2 separate regions of the Sus scrofa genome follow, and region 1 is linked to region 2. A link is a contact called in public Hi-C data. All regions are on one chromosome and are shown on one strand. Each heading gives the region's core, a stretch centred on a gene start, on an enhancer-like site or on the middle of the called end of the contact. The rest is flanking DNA. Distances are from core to core; before and after follow the strand shown. Region 1 has its middle 90 kb from the start of IRF2BP2. Region 2 has its middle 180 kb from the start of IRF2BP2.

What was found. A called contact is a pair of places that touch in the nucleus more often than the background predicts.
Region 1: a contact with region 2 is called in a Hi-C map of liver, with 2.8 times the contacts expected there. The contact joins two enhancer-like sites. A contact is called at or near these places in 1 of 5 promoter capture datasets (liver), 14 of 47 Hi-C or Micro-C datasets (embryonic fibroblasts, fetal heart ventricle, fetal liver and 6 more) and 1 of 2 datasets of contacts at active chromatin or transcription factors (skeletal muscle).

Annotation. Positions count from the first base shown.
Region 1 is chr14:56,452,913-56,458,712 of Sscrofa11.1, reverse strand. No RefSeq gene overlaps it. Among named protein-coding and RNA genes, the nearest start is that of IRF2BP2, 90 kb to the left of the region's middle. Within about 2 kb of position 1,357, at least 23 of the 83 cell types and tissues checked have an H3K27ac peak or open chromatin away from gene starts, as enhancers often do. A contact at or near this core is called in fetal liver, liver, mesenteric adipose tissue and 1 more, where this site is marked.
Region 2 is chr14:56,361,571-56,367,629 of Sscrofa11.1, reverse strand. No RefSeq gene overlaps it. Among named protein-coding and RNA genes, the nearest start is that of IRF2BP2, 180 kb to the left of the region's middle. Within about 2 kb of position 3,324, at least 60 of the 83 cell types and tissues checked have an H3K27ac peak or open chromatin away from gene starts, as enhancers often do. A contact at or near this core is called in fetal liver, liver, mesenteric adipose tissue and 1 more, where this site is marked.

The DNA.
Region 1 (5,800 bases), core at 108-2,607, 93 kb before region 2:
TACTATTATTTTTTTAGTTGAAGTGTAGTTGATTTACAATGTTATGTTAGTTTCTGGAGTGCAGCAAAGTGATTCCTATATATATATATATTTTTTTACACATATCTTTTATATTTATATAGATATATCTTTCTATATATATCTTTTTCAGATGATTTTCCATTATAGGTTATTACAAGATATAATGCCCTATGCTATATTGTAAATCTTTGTTGGTTATCTATTTTATATATAGTGGTGTGTATCTGTTAATCCTAAACTCCTAATGTAACCCTTCCCCCATCCTTTCCCCTTTAGTAACTGTGAGATTGTTTTCTAGAGGCAATTATTTTTAATGCCATCCTGTGCAAAGGGGGTACTAAACACAGGTGTCTTAACACGACATTGCATCTCACGTTGCTGTGATGCATGATAAATGCATTTGCTGTTCTCAGAGTCACACATATTAGTCTGGGTCTTATCCTTACCTCCTCTCTCAGTAACAATATGAGAGGCTTAACTAAAGCAAAAGGAGTTTAAAAATGCTGTTTAGTATTAAATAGAACCTGCCCTCCCCCCCAAAAAAAAGGAAACTGAGGCATTGGGTAATCAAGGGAATGGTTGAAAGATCCAAGACTGAGTCAACGACTGAGTTATGACCCATTTTCCAGAATTCAGACATCTTCCAAAAGAAGAAAGCGCACAGAGGTAAGCTGGGTCTCAGGTGCGAATACAGATGGGTTCACTACTGGAAGCCACCAGCGCAGGGAGCCAGCCTGGAAGCGGACCTTGGTCTGCATCCACGACTCGGCCACCGCCAGAGCTGGTTTTTCCAGCCCCTTTCCTGCTCCCAGGTGGCAGAGCTAAAAATCAGGACACCAGCTCATTCTTTCAGTCCCCATTCCAAGCAAATCTCAGGTGGACTCTAGCTATGCTTTGTGAATTGCACCTGCCAGAGCTGCACAGCCAAGCAAGAGGAGGGAAATGCCTTAGTGGTTTCTGCACATAGACCAGACCAAGGGAGAAATTAACCTTAAGCTAGTGAACAACAAAAGTGTGCTTTGAGAAGTCAAATGAAGGAGGTGATGGTGGTTAGCGGACGGCCCTACACACCTTGTGTGTGTGTCTTGCTGAATCACTCTGTCCAAAGCTGGCAGGTGACAGACACAGGGTTACCTCCTGGATCGGTCTCTGGGGGTCCCTCCAGTTTCTGCGTCTCCAGACTGGGCAGTGCATGCAAGGTCTCCCCTGCTCACACCTGTTACTCATCCCAGCCACCTGATCTGAAGCGTCCTTGGGGACAGTGTTTTCACTCTGCCTGCTCTCTTGTGCTGGTGGATCGATGACAGTCAGCAAAGAACAAGCTGTGCCAGAGAAGAACGTCCTCTTCCTCTGGGCTGACTCAGCTTGGGACAGGAAGACCGGGGCATCTGGCATTTGGTGAAGCCCTTGATTGTCCCTTACGAAATATTAACCGAAATGGATTGGCGTTGGCCTCGTTCTGAGAAGGTCACCCAGGATGCGTTTGAAAGGAAGAGGCCCTGTGTCAACAAAGAGGAGTGATAAGCAGCCCGCCATTTCTCTGAACTGATGCGCCCGATGATCGTGTACCGCAGGCTCGGTTTTATATCTCTCCACAGATCAGTGTGCTTTTATGACAACCATCTCCATAGCAACCAGGTGTCCAGACACTAAATGGATCATGGGGATATGAAATCTCAGCCTGGGAAGGAAAGCCCACCCCGCCGCCCGACTGCCATTTCCGAGGCGCTGTTTTAGGATGAGGGCTGTTGGGTGGGTCCAGGGGACATGGGTGGCCTTCCCTAGGGCCCTGCTTAGCACAGGGACAGCCGGATGGCGGAGGAGCATTTTTTTGATTATGTTTACTAATGACCCAGAAGAAAGGGTAAATAACAGGTCATTGAGACACTGATGAAACCAAATGGGAAAGAGCTGCAAACACCAGAGAGACCAGAGAAATTATGTCAGTGGCAGTGGAGGAAAGAACCTGGGGAGGGTTATCCTGGGAACCCCGGAGTTAGTACTTCTGGGGGCCCGAGAGTCCCAAATGAGAAGGTGAACAATGCAGGGATTGTTTGGTGGGATCTGGGAGAGAAAGATGACAAGTAAGCTTAACACAGGGAAACATACCAGAACGGATAGTGAGGAGCTCAGGGAAGGGGCCGTCAGCCCAGGCTCCCCTGAGTGGTTGAGATGAATCCAGACAGCTGACCCTGGGAGGCTCAGAGGGAGGTGGTGGGGATGCAGCCCAGGATGCAGGGTGTCCACAGAGCAGCATCCTCAGGGCTGGAGGCAGCTGTGCCATGAGTCACACTGACTTCTCCCCAAAGGTGAGTCTCAACAGTCCTGCCATACCTGGAGCTTCTTTTGTTCAGCAATGATGTCCACATGCTGACAGTGCATGGAGGGCAGAGCGGGAAGGAAGGCACGGACAGATACAGTGGAACAAAAGGAGATGTAGTTGGGACCTCCGGGAAGAATTTTCCCGAGTGACATCTAAATAGGCTGCAAATGGCCCTTTGGAGGGAACTCCCATCCCTTGTCATAATCTAAACCAGGACCGGACTGGGAGGGGTGGCAACACATGGGTGTCAGGGGGAGGGCGGGGCCACCCCGCTTCTTTGTCTCGTCAGCCCATGACCCACGGGGTTGAGGCTTAAATGTGCCATTCGTCTACTGCACGAGGATCCTTGAATCCCCACACTAGGTGTGTCCATTGAAGAGAGTTCTGCCCTCTCCCAGGGGAAAGCTGGGGGTTAAATCTGTAACTGTCAGCCTGCCTGGCAACAAAATAAAAGGAAACCACATTCTTCATGAATGAAGGAAGGAGCAGGAGGAAGGTAGTCCCCCCCCACCTTCTCTTTTTTTTTTTAAACATGAGTAAGATCCTCAATATGTTTGAGATTATTTAGCAAATTCTCTGCAAGGGACCACAGGTCACTAGCCAACAGATCATGGATGTAGAGACCGCAGGCTTCTTCCGACCCTACCTCCCACCGTTGCCCCAGAGGTAGCAGGCTGGGCATCATGGGGGTCTCTGTTTAGTGAACTATTAATGATTTATCAAAGTCCAGACCCCTGCACCATCCGTCCAGTGCTCAGAATGTTATTAGAAAATCCTATTTCTGGTCTGTTATGAAACAGAGGTTTTGATGTGCTGCCAGGTTTATGGGGAATTCTGGAAACAGAACACTTGCTGCTCTGAGGAGCCGAGGCCAGTGGGTGTTACATAAAGCTTTCCTAGCAACTCAAGTTTATCAGAGAATGTGAGGCTGCAGTGGAAAAAAAGCCAACGAGTTAATGCAAAACATGAGCCAACCCACTATCCCCGCTTGCTCCGAGGCCAGCCAGCACATTCATGGGAGTGATTTTAACCCGCAGTGTCCCGGCAGGCCTGAGACTCCAGTTAGCTGCAGGTTCAGCACAAGAAAGCTGGGGCTGCTCAGAGCTGAAAGGCACCTTCTCACGGACCTCATGAAATGCCAAGCCGCCCTTGCCACCTCTGCACCCACAGCTTATTGAAATTCATACAAATGCATCTTCTTCGGCCTTCTCGGGGCTGCTCCCGCTTTCTCTGGGCACTGCAGAAATAAATGAGGGCAAGGTCACAACGCAGAATCCCTGCCAAGTTAAATGCATTGGATGGCGCGACTGTCCATCTGAAGTCAATGGGCGAGAATCTAATTTCCAAACCCCTGATCCAAAATGATGCAGCTCAGGATCGAATCCTTTTCTGGTGGTTGGCTGCCAACATTTGTTCAGTTTCTGAAAAGTCTATGTCCAATTGGTTGTTTTAAATCTCCCAGAGCTGGGAGGGTGGGGGTGGTTGGAGAGACCTGGGAACAGAAAACCACACAAAATCCCATTTCAAAGCTGCAAATCAGAGCCAATCGCCATCATGATCTGCTTACCCATGACAGTCTCAACTGCAGCGTTTTAGAGAGGAAAGGAAGCTTTCCCCACCCCTGAAGGTGAGTCCAACAAGCTGAGCAGGACTGGGCTGAGGGGCATGTGTCAAGAGAGAAAGTGGTTGAGTTGAAACTCAAGGGGCCCAACGAAAGTATTTGGAAAGCAGTGTCCCCTTTCACAAACCTGCCAGGGACTGGAGGGCCCTGTCTGTGATGCCACCAGACCCCAGCTCAGTGCCCACCTCCCCAAGTCAGTCCAGAGCACCATCACTCCATTTGGGCAGGAAAAGAATGATTTTGTGAAATCCCGGAGCCCCATCTGTATGATGACACTCGTCCAGTGGGAGGATGGCCTTTCCTGACATAAATGGGATCACTCCAAATCTAGAGAGTCTGTATCCCCAGGGCTTCTCTGCTGAAGAACGTGCAAGGGGCTGAAAAGTGTCAAAGCTACCTCTTTGCCTTAAAGCTGCAAAAGAAGCAAACCCCAAGACATCCTAGTTGAACTTGAACTTAAATTCACCTAGTAGAAGGTGAATTTCTATTTTAGGTAGTCCTTGAGAAGTCACCAGAAATCCAGAAAAGAATTTGCTCTGAGATGCCTCTTAAAAGATTTCATTCAAAGTGGACCAAAAAAAAGGAAAAAAGGTGGCAAATACTCAAAAGAGGGCCACTGACCGACCCAAGGAGAACAGAGGCGTCTAGCCACAGTCCATGTCCCAGTAGGTCTCTCTATGTCCATTAAACAATCAGAGGAGGGGAGCCTCCTCAGAAGCCCTCAAGCATCCCTGCCCCCTCCAGGTGGAGGCACCTCCTGCAGCCCTTGGACGCTGACGAGTGTCTGCTGGTGGAAAGCTGTCCGCACCCAGCACGGCCATAAATGAGTCCATTTCCATCGCCATGAGATCAATACTACTCATTTTTCTCTTGCTGGCTCCCGAGTGATTCATGAATCTGAAAACTAGTTCATGAATCAGAGTGAGGTGGGGGGGCGGGGGCCCATTTGTGCAGTCGGAGAACCTCCATTCCTTTCATGAACCCAGCCGTTAGTTGCATAATGCTTGCCTGCCTGCTGGTTGAAACCAGCCTTGGGGGAGGGGCGGGGGAGACGCTCTTGGCTTCTACTTACTCACCTGGTCTCCTGCTTGCAAGGAAAAGAGTGACCCTGGGTGCTGATTGCGTGTCCGTCTGTCTCAGTGGGTATCTCTGTACCCTTTGTTTGCGTGGCTGTGGGTGTGTGTGCAGGTGCTCGCACGTGTGCAATGGTCTTTGTGCACACATTTTGTGTGTGTGTGTGTGTGTGTGTGTGTGTGTGTGAACGAGCAACATATGACCGGCCTCGGGCCCTTTAAACCTGAATGGGAGCCAAATTCATTTCTCAGCGGAGCTTCATAAGGAAGCACAAGACGAGGCAGTTGGAAACCACAGCCCTGCGAGTGCTGATTACAGCCTGCTAAGGAAAATGAGATTTTTATCTCACAGGAATTCAGTTATAAAAATAAAATACAACGTCTGGCTTGATTCAGCGAAATGTACGAGCACCAGGGCATTTTTAATTTTGCAGGGATGCCGGACAAGGGGAATGACCTAAAACATTGCGTTTAAAGCGAGGCAGAGGCGCGGGGAGCGGCCACAGGAAGGAAGTGGGAGTGGAGGTGTGTGTGAGAGAGAGATGGAGGGAGCGAGGGAGGGCGGGAGGTGGAGAGAGAGGGAGAAAAACCACCCTGCTGGCAAATGAATGCAGCGGGGATGATGTCATTGGAACAGTTGGAGGAGAGGGAGAAAAACAACTCGGCGCTGGGCTAATCCTGTTTGCTGCCCTGAAGGGAATGGATGGCGGCCAAGGCAGGGGGTTCTGGGAAACCATATAAGGGTGCCAAGCAGGCTTTGCC
Region 2 (6,059 bases), core at 2,075-4,574:
CAGAAATCAGACTTAAAGAACTGAATGCCTGTTTTGTGGTATCAGTGGAAGACTGGGGTCAAAGTTCCCAGGCCCCTAAGCTGTGATGAACCTGGTTGAGATGCTCCCATGCACCTGTAAGTGTCTCAGCGTAAACAAAGCAGAATTCTCTTCCAGCTTCACGGTCCCGGAGAAACATAATGGGAGCCACAGTGGTCATTTTTCATTTCCAGTAGCCACGTTTAAAAAAAGAAACAGGAGGGAGTTGCCATTGTGGCTCAGCAGGTTAAGAACTGAACTAGTATCCCTCAGGATGCAGGCTTGTTCCCTGGCCTCGCTCAGTAAGTCAAGGATCCGGCATTGCCACAAGCTGCAACATAGGTCACAGATGTGGCTCAGATCTGGCGTTGCTGTGGCTGTGGCAGAGGCCAGCAGCTGCAGCTCCGATTCTACCCCTAGCCTGGCAATGTCATATGCCACAGGGGCGACCCTGAAAAGAAAAGAAAAAAAAAAGGAAGAAACAGGTAAAATTCATCTTGATAATAGAAATTGGTGGATCAAAAGTATGTCTTCATCATTAAATATAAAAATTTCATAAAAATAAAAAATTATTAGTGAGAACTCCTTTTTTCACACTAAGTCTCAAAACTATGGCATATCTGAATACGGACCAGCCATGTCTCAAGTTCCCATGTACCATATGAGACAGGACAGTCTCAGAAGGTGCTATTTCCCCTCTCAACATTTTGACTCCCCATAAACATTTCATGTAAAATAAATGAAATTGTGATGTGTGATTTTTACTTGATTTTAAATGCTCACACTCTCAATAAAATAAGAATTTCTAAAAATGCCTTTCAAAGAGTACCCGGCAGGTCTAAAGGCCAGCCTTAGTTGGCCTTTCCTTCATGTGCTGATAACTGACACCAAAGCATTGTGACTTAGACTGATCAGTTTCTGCCCCTCACAATGGAAAAATAAAAAAAAAACAGATTTTGAGTTTGGCTCAGCCGGTTAAGAACTTGATACAGTGTCCATAATGATGCAGGTTCAATCCCTGGCCTCAGTCAGTGCGTTAAGGATCCGGTGTTGCCATGGGTTGTGGTGATGGTTGCAGATGCGGTTTGGATCTGGCATTGCTGTGGCTCTGGCGTAGGCCGGCAGCTACAGCTCCGATTAGACCCCTAGCCTGGGAACCTCCATATGCCGAGGGTGTGACCCTAAAAAAATAAAAGAAAAAAGAAAACTGGATTCTTGCCTGCTCCTCCCTTCAGGGCAGCTCACCAACCTCAGGCTGAGCACACACACGTTCACATGCTGTCTGCCAGGGACACTGGGCACAGAGACCAGAGGAGAGCAGGGCTCAGGGACAGCCGAGCAGGCTGAGAACACCCATGAGGCAAGGATGGCTGTGTAGCCAGGGGCCTTCCTGTGGGGATGCCGCCAGGATAGGAGGTCCCAGGCCTGGATCCAGGACTGTGGCTAGAAGTTCTGAGGGCAGGAAGGGAGCTGTAGGTACAGAGCCTGCAACCACCCGCTGTCAGGGACCCCCAGAATATTAGGAAGCACGGAAGGAACCGTCCCCAGTGGAACAGGCAAGAGCGTAGCAGTCCAACCCCAATACAATGCGAACTAATGTGCTGCATCTTTCAGTAGCCGCATTAAAGGAAGTGGACAGAAAGGTAACATTCTTCTTAATAGCATATTTTACTTAATCCACTCTTCCTTAAATATGAGCATTTCAACATGTGTGATACTTCCCGTTCTTTTTTTTTAACAAAGTCCTCGAAATCCAGTGTGACTTACCCCCACCCAGCATGTCTCAGTTTGAAGCAGTCCCATTTTCACCACTCCTGAGCCACATGCCCGGGTGGCTACCATATATGGCTGCACAAATCTAGGGGTGGGTGTGTGTGTAGAAGGAATCGTAACTTCTGCTCTGACTCTCTGAGTCCAAAAGACAAGTCAGACCTGCTTAAAGGGGGAGGGCGGGGGATGAAGAGGGAGAGAGGGTCATCCAGCATCTTGGTGAGGCCAGCGCGGCATGCCAGGCACTAAGTGCATGAAGGAGAGGCACCAGCTCCTCTCCCGCATCCCCAAGGGTGTCTGCGCAAACAGTGTCAAGACGACACAGAGCACCGAGGAAGGTTTGCTAAATGTTGCCAAGCACCTGGACACCAGATCACAAGGGCGACCCAGAAAACAGGCAAGTGCACCTGTGGTGGAGCGCTTGGCATCGAGCCCGGGACGGAGGTCACCCCAGGTCACGGCTGGAGGCGGGGAGCCAGGCAGCAAGGCTGCCTAATGTGGAAATGTTTGGATCGGAGCAGGGCAGGCGCTGCGGGCAGCGGGGAGGAGGCCAGGGCGGCGGGGTCCAGAGCGCAGCGCTGACAGTAACCAGGCGCGCAGAGGACCATGTGGTCCACAGCGCCAGCGCTGGCCAAAACCCGGGCTGCCTCTTTCCTAATAAGTCTGGCAGCGCCTGCGTCCTCTCAGCAGACCAGACTCTCCCTTGCTGCCGGGTCTTATTTAAGAAGAAGGAGCGGGGTGCCACCAGGGAGAAAAGCAAGCCAAACCCAGCAAGGATGGAGGGGAGCCCTCCTTTCTCCCGGCCTCCCCACTCCACAGCAGATCAGCTTTGCAAATGAACGAAGGGGTTGCTTTCTCCACGAGGACTGACTCTCTAGCCCTGGGGCACACATCGCATCCCAGATGGTGAGCCACAGGTCTCCAGCCCTTCCCTCTGGGGTGAGGAGGGGGCCCCCTAAAGCATCCCGCCCCATCCCTTCCCCTCCTCCTCCAGCTCCTTCCAGGAAAGAAAGGCACCGCCCACCTAACTTCAGAAGAAGGTTCCCCCCTTCCAGCCTCTGGGTCTGGCTGGGGCTGCACACTTGCTAGTTGTCTGCCGGCCCCACACAAGGGAGGGCAGGATTACAACACGTGTGTGTTTGGGTCAGGAGCACTTTTGAACTATGGCTCCGAGAAAGAACAGCCTGTACAGCCATTGAGTCTCCCAGCAACAAAGAATGTACAACAGAGAATGATTAGCCCTCACTGGCAAAACAATTTTTTTTTTTTTTAAAAAAGAGGTGCCGCTTGGTCTCTTTATAGGGTCCTGGAGTTAGGGTGTCTGGACTGAAGAGTGCTCTCCCTGCCTGGCTGGGAGAACCAGCGTCACTCGCTCCTCAGGGGTTTATGACCTTGGCTTACTAATAAGCCCTTGTAACACGATTACAGTCGGGGTTTTGCAAGCTTCGGGACCCAGGTGTGGTTGAAGGTCAGCTGCCTCGGGACAGGGGGCTCTCCTGCCGTTGGGAAAAGGTTACAAAGAATGATTTTCCTGCTCGAGGGCTTGTAGATGATTAACAGGTTTCTTTCTGTTAACCAGAGAGTTAATCGTTAGTCAAAGCACACTTTGATAATGGGGGCGGAGGGGAGAAAATGAATACGTCAACCATTAATCGAGGGACATGCCATAAAAGTTAGGATGGAAAACACACCGTTTGGGAGAGGAATTCATGCACTGGCCTGCTGGAGAAGAAGGAGGTAAAGGATCAAGTGAGGCCATGAAGTTCATGCATACTTAGAGCAGGGAGTTTTTTTTTTTTTTAAATCCTTTTCCTTGTTACATTGCTTGGAGGAAGCAGGGTAGGGATAACGAAATAACAAACACGGGAACATTACAAATAAAGCCAGTTTTATTGGCTTTTTGCTCCAGCCTCCCACAGTTGAGCCTGTCCTCTGTATGATTCTTTCCTTGGGCATTTTGCGGGGAGGAGAGGAGCCCAGGGACTCACGATCAGAAAAGCCAAGGGGGTCCAAGGAACTCAGGCTGAGAGGCATGAGGCCACACCAGCCCCTCCCCCGGGGTCACCCTGGCCAGTGCCCCCGTCCCTGACCCCAGTCGTCCTGCTGGGGCCCAGGGTGGCCTTGCTGGGCAGAGAGGTTGCCTGTTCGCTGCCCTGGAAAAAAGCAGCATTAGCCTCAGTTTCTTATGGCCTGATTGTGACACCAGGTCCTGGTGCCCAGGAGAGCTTTCCCCCAAGGCCCAGCCCAGGAAACAAGAGGATGCAGGGGGCAAAATTCCTGTTTTGCGCAGACAACTCCCAGATACACCACCTCCACCACTAGAAACATTTCTGGGTGCAGGACACAAGCATGTGTATTTTTTTTTTTTTCTTTTTGCTTCTCAGGACCACACCCTTGGCATATAGAGGTTCCCAGGCTCTCCCAGGCTAGGGTCGAATCAGAACTACAACTGCCGGCCTACGCCACAGCCATAGCAATGCAGAATCTGAGCTGCATCTGCAACCTACACCACAACTCCTGGCAACGCTGGATCCTTAAACAGGAATCGAACCCACAACCTCATGGTTCCTAGTCAGATTTGTTAACCACTGAGCCACAGTGGGAACTCCAACATGTGTATTTTTTTTTTTTTAAGGCTAATTCTCTCGAGTAGCCAGGGATGAATTGCCGCCACCAAGAAAACTAGCTGGGGAAACGTGAGCTGGGGGGCAGAACGCTCTGGGAAAGGTGCGCTCAGACTTGGTGGCCCAAGAGGATGACGGCAAAGATGAAGAGTGTGCGATAAACATGGATGGTCAAGAGGTTATGGACAACGTTGGAGCAATGCTGTGGGGGCCACACTAGAGAGACCCTCCTGCTCCCTGACACTTAGAAAGACCCAGGAGACAGTATAGATGCCTTTGGACCTGTTGTGGTCTGTGCACACGGGTCACAAAATAATTTCTGGACTCGTATCGGGGTGAAAAGAAAGAAGAGTTTATTGAGCATGGCGAGGGGAGAGAAAGTAGAGTTTATTGAGATAAGAGATGCTGCAAGCAAAGCAGGCTGACTTGCTGATGATCGGGGAGAACCAATCCTTGAACGTGTGGTCATGTCTGTTTTAATAGCCCAGGGAGAGGAGATGTCTCAGGATATATCTGCTGACCTGCTGATTGGTTGGGGAAAGAGGGGAGTCTTAGGATACGCTTGCTGGTTGGTTGGGAGCATGTAAGGTCCTATAGGGGTGGGGCGAGGAGTGGGCCATATACCTTTCCTAGTAGGGGCAAGAAGGAGTAGACCTGGTTGCTCAAGGTGGGGGAGGGAGCACTACAATGAGACAGGAGGGGTGATGATAAGGGTCTGGCAATTCCTGTCTTGGCCAGACGCTTGGAGTTCTATCTCCCTAAAGGGAACTTGAAGCCCAACAGGATCCACCCCCTCCATCTGGCTTGAGGAGGGACACTGACCAGGGAAAGCTGACCTCAGAAAGGCATGTCCCAAGAGCATGTGACTGTGGCCATTTGTATGGTAACTCGCTGACTTATACGGGCAGAGAGAGATGGCTTCTCTCCTGAGCCGTGTTCTCAACTTGTTCTGAACCCCTCCAATTTTCCATCTGTTAAATGGAATGATAACTCTTGACGTCTGCTTGCCTCACTTGGACACTATGAATAGAAAAATTTTCCCCAAGTGCTTTGGGCTCACACGAAAAGGAACTAGCTAAGCATCTCTGCACTCGCCAGATTTTCCTGGACACCAATCAACTTAAATGGATAATAATAAATTCCTCTGCCTGTCTTTGTTGAGAGAGTAAAAGAGAAAGAATCCCTCAAGACCTCGGGTCTCGAATATTCTGCTCTCTAAAACCTCTTTCAAGAAAAGGGTCTGAGGACCAGGTCTGAGAGATGGCAAGAGCTGTCTCTAGAATATTTTGGTTTTAAAAATCACCTTCCCTGGAGTTCCCATTGTGGTTCAGCAGAAACAAATCCGACGTAGCCATGAGGATATGGGTTCAATCCCTGGCTTTGTTCAGTGGGTTAAGGATCTGACGTTGCCATGAGCTGTGGTGTAGGTTGCAGATGTGGCTTGGATCTGGCGTTGCTACGGCTATAGCATAGGCCAGCAGCTGCAGCTCCGAATCGACTCCTAGACTAGAAACTTCCATATGCTGCAGGTGCAGCCCTAAAAAGAAAAAAAAGAAAAGAAAAATCCCCTTTCCTGAACCACGTAGACGGAAGCATTCTGCATGGAAAGGTGAGAATGGGTTATGACTCAGCCTTGGGACCGTGTAT